Linked DNA regions of Mus musculus: region 1 is linked to region 2. A link is a contact called in public promoter capture Hi-C data. All regions are on one chromosome and are shown on one strand. Each heading gives the region's core, a stretch centred on a gene start, on an enhancer-like site or on the middle of the called end of the contact. The rest is flanking DNA. Distances are from core to core; before and after follow the strand shown.

Region 1 (3,840 bases), core at 749-3,248, 320 kb before region 2:
GTCTGTATATCCAGTCACAAGGGCACTGCTGCCCTTTTCTGGCCTCTGAGGGTTCCAGGCACGAACACAGTACATAGATATACATGCAAGCAAAACACACATACACATAAAAACTTAAAAAATAAATTCAATGACAAAAACCAATTAAATGATGGGCCAAACATTTGAATATAAACAATCTATGAAGTACACATGAAAATACTTTGGAAAATTGTCTGAGAAAATCGCTCAATTGATAAAATTTTTGCTTTGCAAGCAAGAGAAACTGGATTTTACCGGAACCCAGCAGTGGGGAGGAAGAGACTGGCAGATCACTGGAATTCATTGGCTAGGCTGCTCCAGGCTCAGTGAGAGATCCTGTCGCAAAAGGTAAAGTGGAGAAGAGATTTAGAAAGACATCTGACAGCAACCTCTAAGCCTCCACATGTGCATTAGCTCACACACATGAACACAGACACCACACAGTGTTAAGAAAATAGCTCTTTCTGTAGAGATGGTACAGTGATTAAGAGCATCAGCCATTCTTCCAGAGGACTCAATGCCCAGAGTCCACATGGTGGCTCACAACAGTCTGTGACTCGAGTTCCAAGGGATCTGATGCTCTGTACTGGGCTGGTTTTGTTGTGTCAACTTGACACAAGCTAGACACAAGCTAGAGTCATCGGAGAGAAAGGAGCCTCAGTTGAGGAAATGCTTCCATGAGATCCAGCTGTAAGAAACTTTTTTTTTTCAATTAGAGATTGATAGGGGGAGGGCCCAGCCCATGGTGAGTGATGCCATCCCTGGGCTGGTGGTCCTAGGTTCTATAAGAAAGCAGGCTGAGAAAGCCATATGAAGCAAGCCAGTAAGCAACATCCCTCCATGGCCTCTGCATCAGCTCCTCTTTCCAGTCCTGCTTTAGTTTCTGTCCTGACTTCTCTAAGTGATGGACTATGATCTGGAAGTATAAGCTCAATAAACCCTTCCCTCCACAACTTGGGTTTTGTTCCTGGTAGTCACAGCAATAGAAACCCTCATACATTTACACAGGTGAAACACCAATTCTCATAAAACAGCAAATAAACCACTTGATAAAGAAAAGAAAAGAAAAGAAAAGAAAAGGAAAGAAAAGAAAAGAAAAGAAAAAAGAAGGAAAAAAAAAAAAGAAAAAGAAAACAGCTAAGGGGCCAAAAAGAGGCTCAGCAGTTAAGAGCATTTGCTGCTGATAAGGTCCGGTACTCCGACCCCAGCACCCATTATCGAGCAACTCACAACTGTCTAAAACTCTAGCTCTAGGGGATCCAACCCTCTTCCGGACTTCAAGGGCACATGCAAACACATGACATACATCTAAATAAACAAACTCTTTTAAAAAGAGCTATTAAAATATATAGTAATATTCCAAAGACAAAAGTGTAAGGAACATAGCTACTTCCCTCAGACAGCGAGCCAATGAGGAAGTTGGAAGGCTCAGTCAGCCCTGCCTCCTGGAGAGTGATGAAAGCTGTAGATTTTAAGAGCAGACAGGGCAGAGTAAGATTTGTGGGTGTACATCAAACAATTCTACTTGACAAATTTTACTAAAACAGTCTTTGCAGGCCCCTGAGAAACACCCAGAACATTGAGGGGGAGGAGAAGGCAGGATCTATGATGTCATTATCTGATCTCTGTGACATAGGCTTTTGATGCCAGAGAGAGAGCTGCTTTCAGGGAACGAGCCCCTCAGCTCCCATTTGGGGCGGCAACGCCGCCCCTTAGGCAAAGCCTCAGTCCCTTGGAGCCTTTTTACCAGCTGGCCCTACTGTTGCTGCCACTGGCTCTAACAATCCTTCTCAGCCAAGGCCAGGCTGAGGGAGAAGGACTCCGGTGTTGAGGGTGACAAGAGGCCAGGGGAACCAGCATGCCAGGCAAACAGGATGCTTACAAAATCTGTGTTTTGGGATTAGGACAGAGCTCTGTGCCACAGAAGAGCTCTGTGTACCAGAAAGAGGACTGAGGGCACTGCTCGGACTGGAATACTGGGTTCGAGTCAGGTTAGGGTTCAGAAAGTGGAGGCGGGAGGAAGGTAGATAGACTGTTTCATGACTCTGCTTTCTCTTCCAGGTCCCCTATTTAGCGAAATGTCTTTCTAACCTGCAGAAGGAACGCACTCTGGTAAGGCTTTTCACAGTGCTCTCCACTCCTTTCCCCATTGGCCCTCGCTGCTTTCGGCTGCCCATTTCCCGTCAGTCCTTCCTTCCTTCCTTCCAGTCACTTTTCTAACCTCCTCTACAGCATCTTGCCATATTTTCTGACCTCAAAGGTGACAAAATGCTAGTCTCTGTTGTTTTGAGACAGACTCATGGAACCCAGGCTAGCCTTGAGCGCCTTATACCCCTGCTGGGATTGCAGGCTCATGCCAGCATGTCATGCTTATGTGGTGTTGGGTATCATACCAAGGACTTCACGAATGCTTGGCAAACAATCTACCTGCTGAACAACAGCCAAAGACCTCACATGGAGGGTCTTGAGGTCCCACTAGAAATGAGCACCTGAAGCAGAATCCAGGAGTGGGCCAATCATCCCTACATTTTGACCTCTGTCAAAATCTTTTCCTCCGCAGGTCCTACAGGCTGTGTCTTCCTCCTGATTCCATCCAGATAGTTGTGGTTGTCCCTTAGCTCCTCAGGAACAGCCCTCATCCTCTGTTTCCGTACGCACTGCACCTCCAGCGAATGGCTAAGGAGACGTGAGGAGCCAAGCTTAGATGCAGGCTCTGGACTGAGCACGCCACAGCCAGGTAGAAGAGGCTGCGTGTCCTCTTGGCCTGCTGCTGATGCCTGCAGCTGTTGAGGCCATACTGTGCACAGAAGGCAGTCTTGACCACCAGCCACAGCTGGCCTCAGAGATCTCCCACGCTGACTGTTGGGTCCCTAACCACTGGTCTTGTCCACCCCATCCACTTCCCTCCTGGATTCAAGGCAATGTTGCCTGTAAACAAGGACCAGGTGCTGCTACAGAACACAGTACCTCCAGGGTGTCCCCCTCAGGTCCTCTCACAGTTTGTGAATTCCCCTGCCCCCAACTTAGCATCTCTTTGTCCCCATCCGACCCTCCCTTCTTCCCACTTTCCTCTGCCTGCCCCCCCACAGGCTTATTTCTTCTCTTCTTTGACTCAGACTCACTCTCCTGGGCCTCACTTCTCTTCGGACTCAAATTCTGACTTTGTTCCTCCTCACTCTTCTAGTCACCCACGATCCTCTTCTTGCTTTGGCCAAAACTATACTTATTTTGGTGAAAAACTCCCCTCTCCACACTCCATCTCTCCCTCTAACTATCAGCTCTGTGTGTCTCCCCCTCTCACCGGCTCCTCCTCTCTTTCCCAGCTACAACACTCCTCTCCTCACTCCTGTCAGTCCCCTTCCCGCCTTCAGGACTTACAAAGCCCCAAGATCACTTCCCCGGTCCCCAGCTCACCTTCTCCAAGGATTCAGAATAACAAGCAAACATGGCAGTGGCCTCAGTCCGGAAGCATCAAGTCTTCTCGGGGGGCAGGGGTATGTGTGCCAAGCAAGGTGGACCCTGCAGAATTCAAGGACTCAGGGACCCTCACCCAAGCCCTGGTGGACCATGTGGGGCGCCGCAGAATTGCACGAGACCTGCAGATACAGTTTCTGCAGCGCCTGTGGCTCGGCACACCCGGCCATGCCCCAGTCGTGGAGTACCCCATATGTCTAGTGTGCCTCCAGATCCGCACCCCATCTTGTCCCACCCCCAAGTACAAGACTGTACCCCAGCTGCTTGCCTTCCCTCAACTACTACCCTGTGTCCAGGGCCAGGAATCTGGGCCTCTCCGAATAGGAATTGGCTTCGGCCTCCGCC
Region 2 (3,708 bases), core at 1,036-3,535:
TTCTCATTAAGCATCCCCGTGCAAAATGGAGAAAGATGATAAAGGTTTGTCAAGAAGCATCTCCCCTAATCAGTCAAAATGGATTCCCATACTTGTATTTCTGATGATTGGAACCCGGGGTCTACAAGACAAACTGACCATATCAAGGAATGTATGCAACATCTGGATGTCCAAATCTACCAGTTCTGAAAACTGTACTGCGCCCAGTGACATGGCTCTCACAGAGACATCCGCTTGAAATCAAGCTCATGGCGATCCCTAATTATTGTGTGCTTTGACTCCAGAAACCATTGTTTTCCTGTAAAGCTTTGATCCATTTAATACTCACTGATGCTTGGCTATGGTATGGAGCACCCAAGCATGCCAAGGCCTTTCTAGTTTTTAAAAGTACAGCTTTATGGGGCTAGAGACATGGCTTGATGGTTAATGATACTTACTGCTCTTCCAGAGGAACTGGGTATAGTTCCCAACACCATATAAGGGTGCTGTTCACTGCTTATAACTCCAGTTCCAGGGGATGCATTGCTCTCTTCTGGCCTTTGCAGATACTTGCAAACACATAACATAACAGAGGCACACAACTGCACACATAAATCAAAAAAAAATTAAATTTTTAGAAGTACATTTTGCATTCCACAAAAATTATTTAACACTCAAAGAAGGTTCACAGATTTTTTTTTCTACTTTGAACTTTGATTGCCCCTGATTTGTTTTTGCCTTTGACCTGTGTTCTTTCATCAGGAGCATTATAAACACATAATTTCCCTCTTAGTCTGTAAGTGGGTCCTGAATTATAGGCTTATCAATCCTCTTTTATATGTCTCGGGAAAAAAATAGAATTCAGTCTGAAAACATTGCCCTTGGATGCTTTACTGCAGTTATGACCTTGGAGAAAATATAGTAGCTTTCCCCAAGAAATAGTATCTGTCTGTCACTGATATCTTTTAGATATTTTATATGAAAAGGAACTGAGGGTCACTTCAAACTTCATGAAGTACATCCTAATAGTCACTTAAATATGAGACTAAAAGATGACTGGGGTAGTAATACCCTTAGGTTGAGTGATAATACATTACCAAAGCTGAAAACGGGCAAACGATCATGCTAGAAATATTGGCCAGGGCCTTCCAGGCAGAAAGAATAATATAACCATGTTGATTTTTATGAGTGGGATCATTTATAATGAAAAGAGCATAAAGATTTAATGTGCCTCTTACACTGAACAAAGGTAAAAGAAAATAAATAGATTCTTCCCCTTTCCTGCAAACCACTTTTGAATTTGGAATCCAGAAAACTGCTGCAGGAATTTGCTATACTTATATTGATCACAAAGCAGTGGGCCAGGGCAAAGATTCAGCACCCAGCAGGTGGCAGATCCCAGCAAGACTCTATCCATCTTCTCTTCCAAGCAGGAGATAGACTGGATACTGAACTTTATTGTCTCAGTGCTACTTAACCAACAATAAGTGTTTTTCATAGTAGAACTAAAATTTAAAATTTAAACGTTAAAGCAAAAGTAAGTTCTGTTATGATTCCTAGAGGAGATTTAGTCTTCAGTCTGTCAGCATGTGGTTTCATTTTTGGTGTAAGTACAACAATTTTCTCTCTTCCAAAATTCTGTTTCTATTTTGGTCATACTTTAAACACCTTGTCTTACAATTTTGGACTGTGAGCAAAGAAAAAACAGAAAAAATAATTTTTACTTGTTTGTAAAATATAGTCTTATTATGTTAATATTTAGGAACAATTGGTAGATACTGTTTAAATATACAGCCCTGTTCTGTATTTAATTATTTATTGTTGAAGTTTTATATGTTATTTAAAACTCACAGGATTGGGGAGGGGTGAAGCCAAAGAATTACCGTGAATTCTAGTCCATCCTGAGATATAGAATAAGACCCCATGGGGGGGGGGGGAAATGACTTAGCATCTAAACTTTCAGCTAAAACTTTTAACTTCATAACCAAAACTGTTTTAAGTTTTCCACACAAATATCCATGATTTATTGTCAAATTTTAGAATTTTGTTCCATGTTGTGAAAGTCGGGAATTTAAGAGGATTCTTGGGTTCATTTTTTCAATCACAGGAAATACTCCTGTGTTTGCTAACAAAGGTATTGGAGGTTCAGAGAAGACAGTCTATTTTCAAGTCTATGACTACAAAGCGCATTCCTGGTCCTCTTGGTGTCTTTGCAAATGAGTGACTACAGGCTTGATGCTGTCATGGTTCACTAACTAGCCTGAGGAGAAACTCTTGACTACTAATAAACAGTGTTTGACATGTTAAGTAGCTTCGGTCTCCAGCATTGAATCCTGCAGTGACACACAGTCTTGTAGCCTAGCACAAGCTTAGTCAGGCAAAGGGTGTGACCAGACATCATTTCATCCTACTGCTTTTGCTGGGTAGGAGGATGCTTGCAATCTCATCATCAAATACCTCAATACCTTAGCCATTAGGAGGTAGAAGGTTGAAGTCAATTTGGTCTCTGTTTACTCAATGCCAAAAGAATGAGAGCCAAGGAGCTGACATGTCTGTTGATGGCTTTCAAATGCTGTGGTTTGGGTGTTTTGTTGATTGATGAGTTAATTGTTGTTTTTATAAAAGTTGTGCACTGCCTTGGCTGCCAGTCATGACTACCTTTCAACATTATAAAGAATAATGCCAAGAAAGGAAAGCCAAACATATCAGCAATCATTCTTCTTATAAAAAATAAGTTAATTGATTAAAATACAATATGAAATCAAATGTAAAAAGCACCATAAATAAAGGATCTTAATTAACTTCCTGTAATACACATGATGACAAATTGACTCCCCAGGATCTGCAGTCCCCATACTCCTTCCCTGTCTGAGAAATACATTTTTAGCAATGAGTTCTCAATGCTTTTTTCATTTGCACCGCTTCCTACATAGGAAATCTCAGGGACTCCAGCTTAATTTCATCTGCATTTATAAAATGGATCTCTTACATGTGCTTATGTTCCGAATCCTTTGGCAGATTGCTTTGATTGTAAGATGCCTACTTGTTGGGTGTAGAAACTGCACAACTGAGTTTAGACATTTCCCTAGGTGGCTACACTAGCTCTCGATGCCAGGGCTCCTTTTGGCGGCACGTCTTTGACAACGCTCAGAAGTGGTTATTTTTTTTTTTTTTTCAAATTAAAAGTTTTATTTCATGGATTCAAAAACAAAGGAACAAAGCCAAATGAGAGATAACATTCCAGAGATTCACATACAAATGTTAGAAATCTGTGTTCAACACACTATATCACTGCAAACACAAATTATACATCTGGCAAAAGTGGGAAGAAAATCATAGGAATATCTCCTTCAAAATAATTTTTGCACATCTACCAAGCAAGTACTATGTCCTAGATATAATCAACAAGGAAGTATATTATAAGTAAATACTTTTAAAATGGAAATGACATTGATTTTACCCATCTTAGTCTTTATTGTAAGCATGAGCTGGTGGTTTTACAGTTGCCAGTGTCAACTTGATGGTCAACTTGACAAAATCTCGATTCACCAAACACAGGTCTCTAAGCACCTGTGAGAGGGAGTACTGAGTTTAGGCTAATTGAGGTATAGTGATACAATAGTCTGAAAACAATCCTTACATTCTAAGAGACTAGAACTTTGGCTAGACTTCACAATAAAAGTTGATAATACAACTTGATGTCACTTAAGACTGCTAGCCTACTACGTA

The links. Promoter capture Hi-C pulls out the DNA fragments that hold promoters and counts their contacts.
Region 1: a contact with region 2 is called in a promoter capture Hi-C map of stem cell-derived epiblast-like cells, with 3 times the contacts expected there. The contact joins the promoter of Prr30 here to the enhancer-like site in region 2. A contact is called at or near these places in 5 of 39 promoter capture datasets (embryonic stem cells, hippocampal neurons, liver and 1 more) and 1 of 9 other capture datasets (liver).

The regions. Positions count from the first base shown.
Region 1 is chr14:101,198,227-101,202,066 of GRCm38.p6, reverse strand. Prr30 (proline rich 30) reads left to right here and starts at 1,998. Exons shown (of 3, transcript NM_029680.1): 1 at 1,998-2,012; 2 at 2,083-2,133; 3 at 2,582-3,840. The coding sequence starts at 2,943. Gm34361 (a long non-coding RNA gene) reads right to left here and starts at 565. Exons shown (of 4, transcript XR_874904.2): 1 at 277-565.
Region 2 is chr14:100,878,923-100,882,630 of GRCm38.p6, reverse strand. No RefSeq gene overlaps it. Among named protein-coding and RNA genes, the nearest start is that of Gm23538, 120 kb to the right of the region's middle. Within about 2 kb of position 2,285, at least 2 of the 459 cell types and tissues checked have an H3K27ac peak or open chromatin away from gene starts, as enhancers often do. A contact at or near this core is called in stem cell-derived epiblast-like cells, where this site is marked.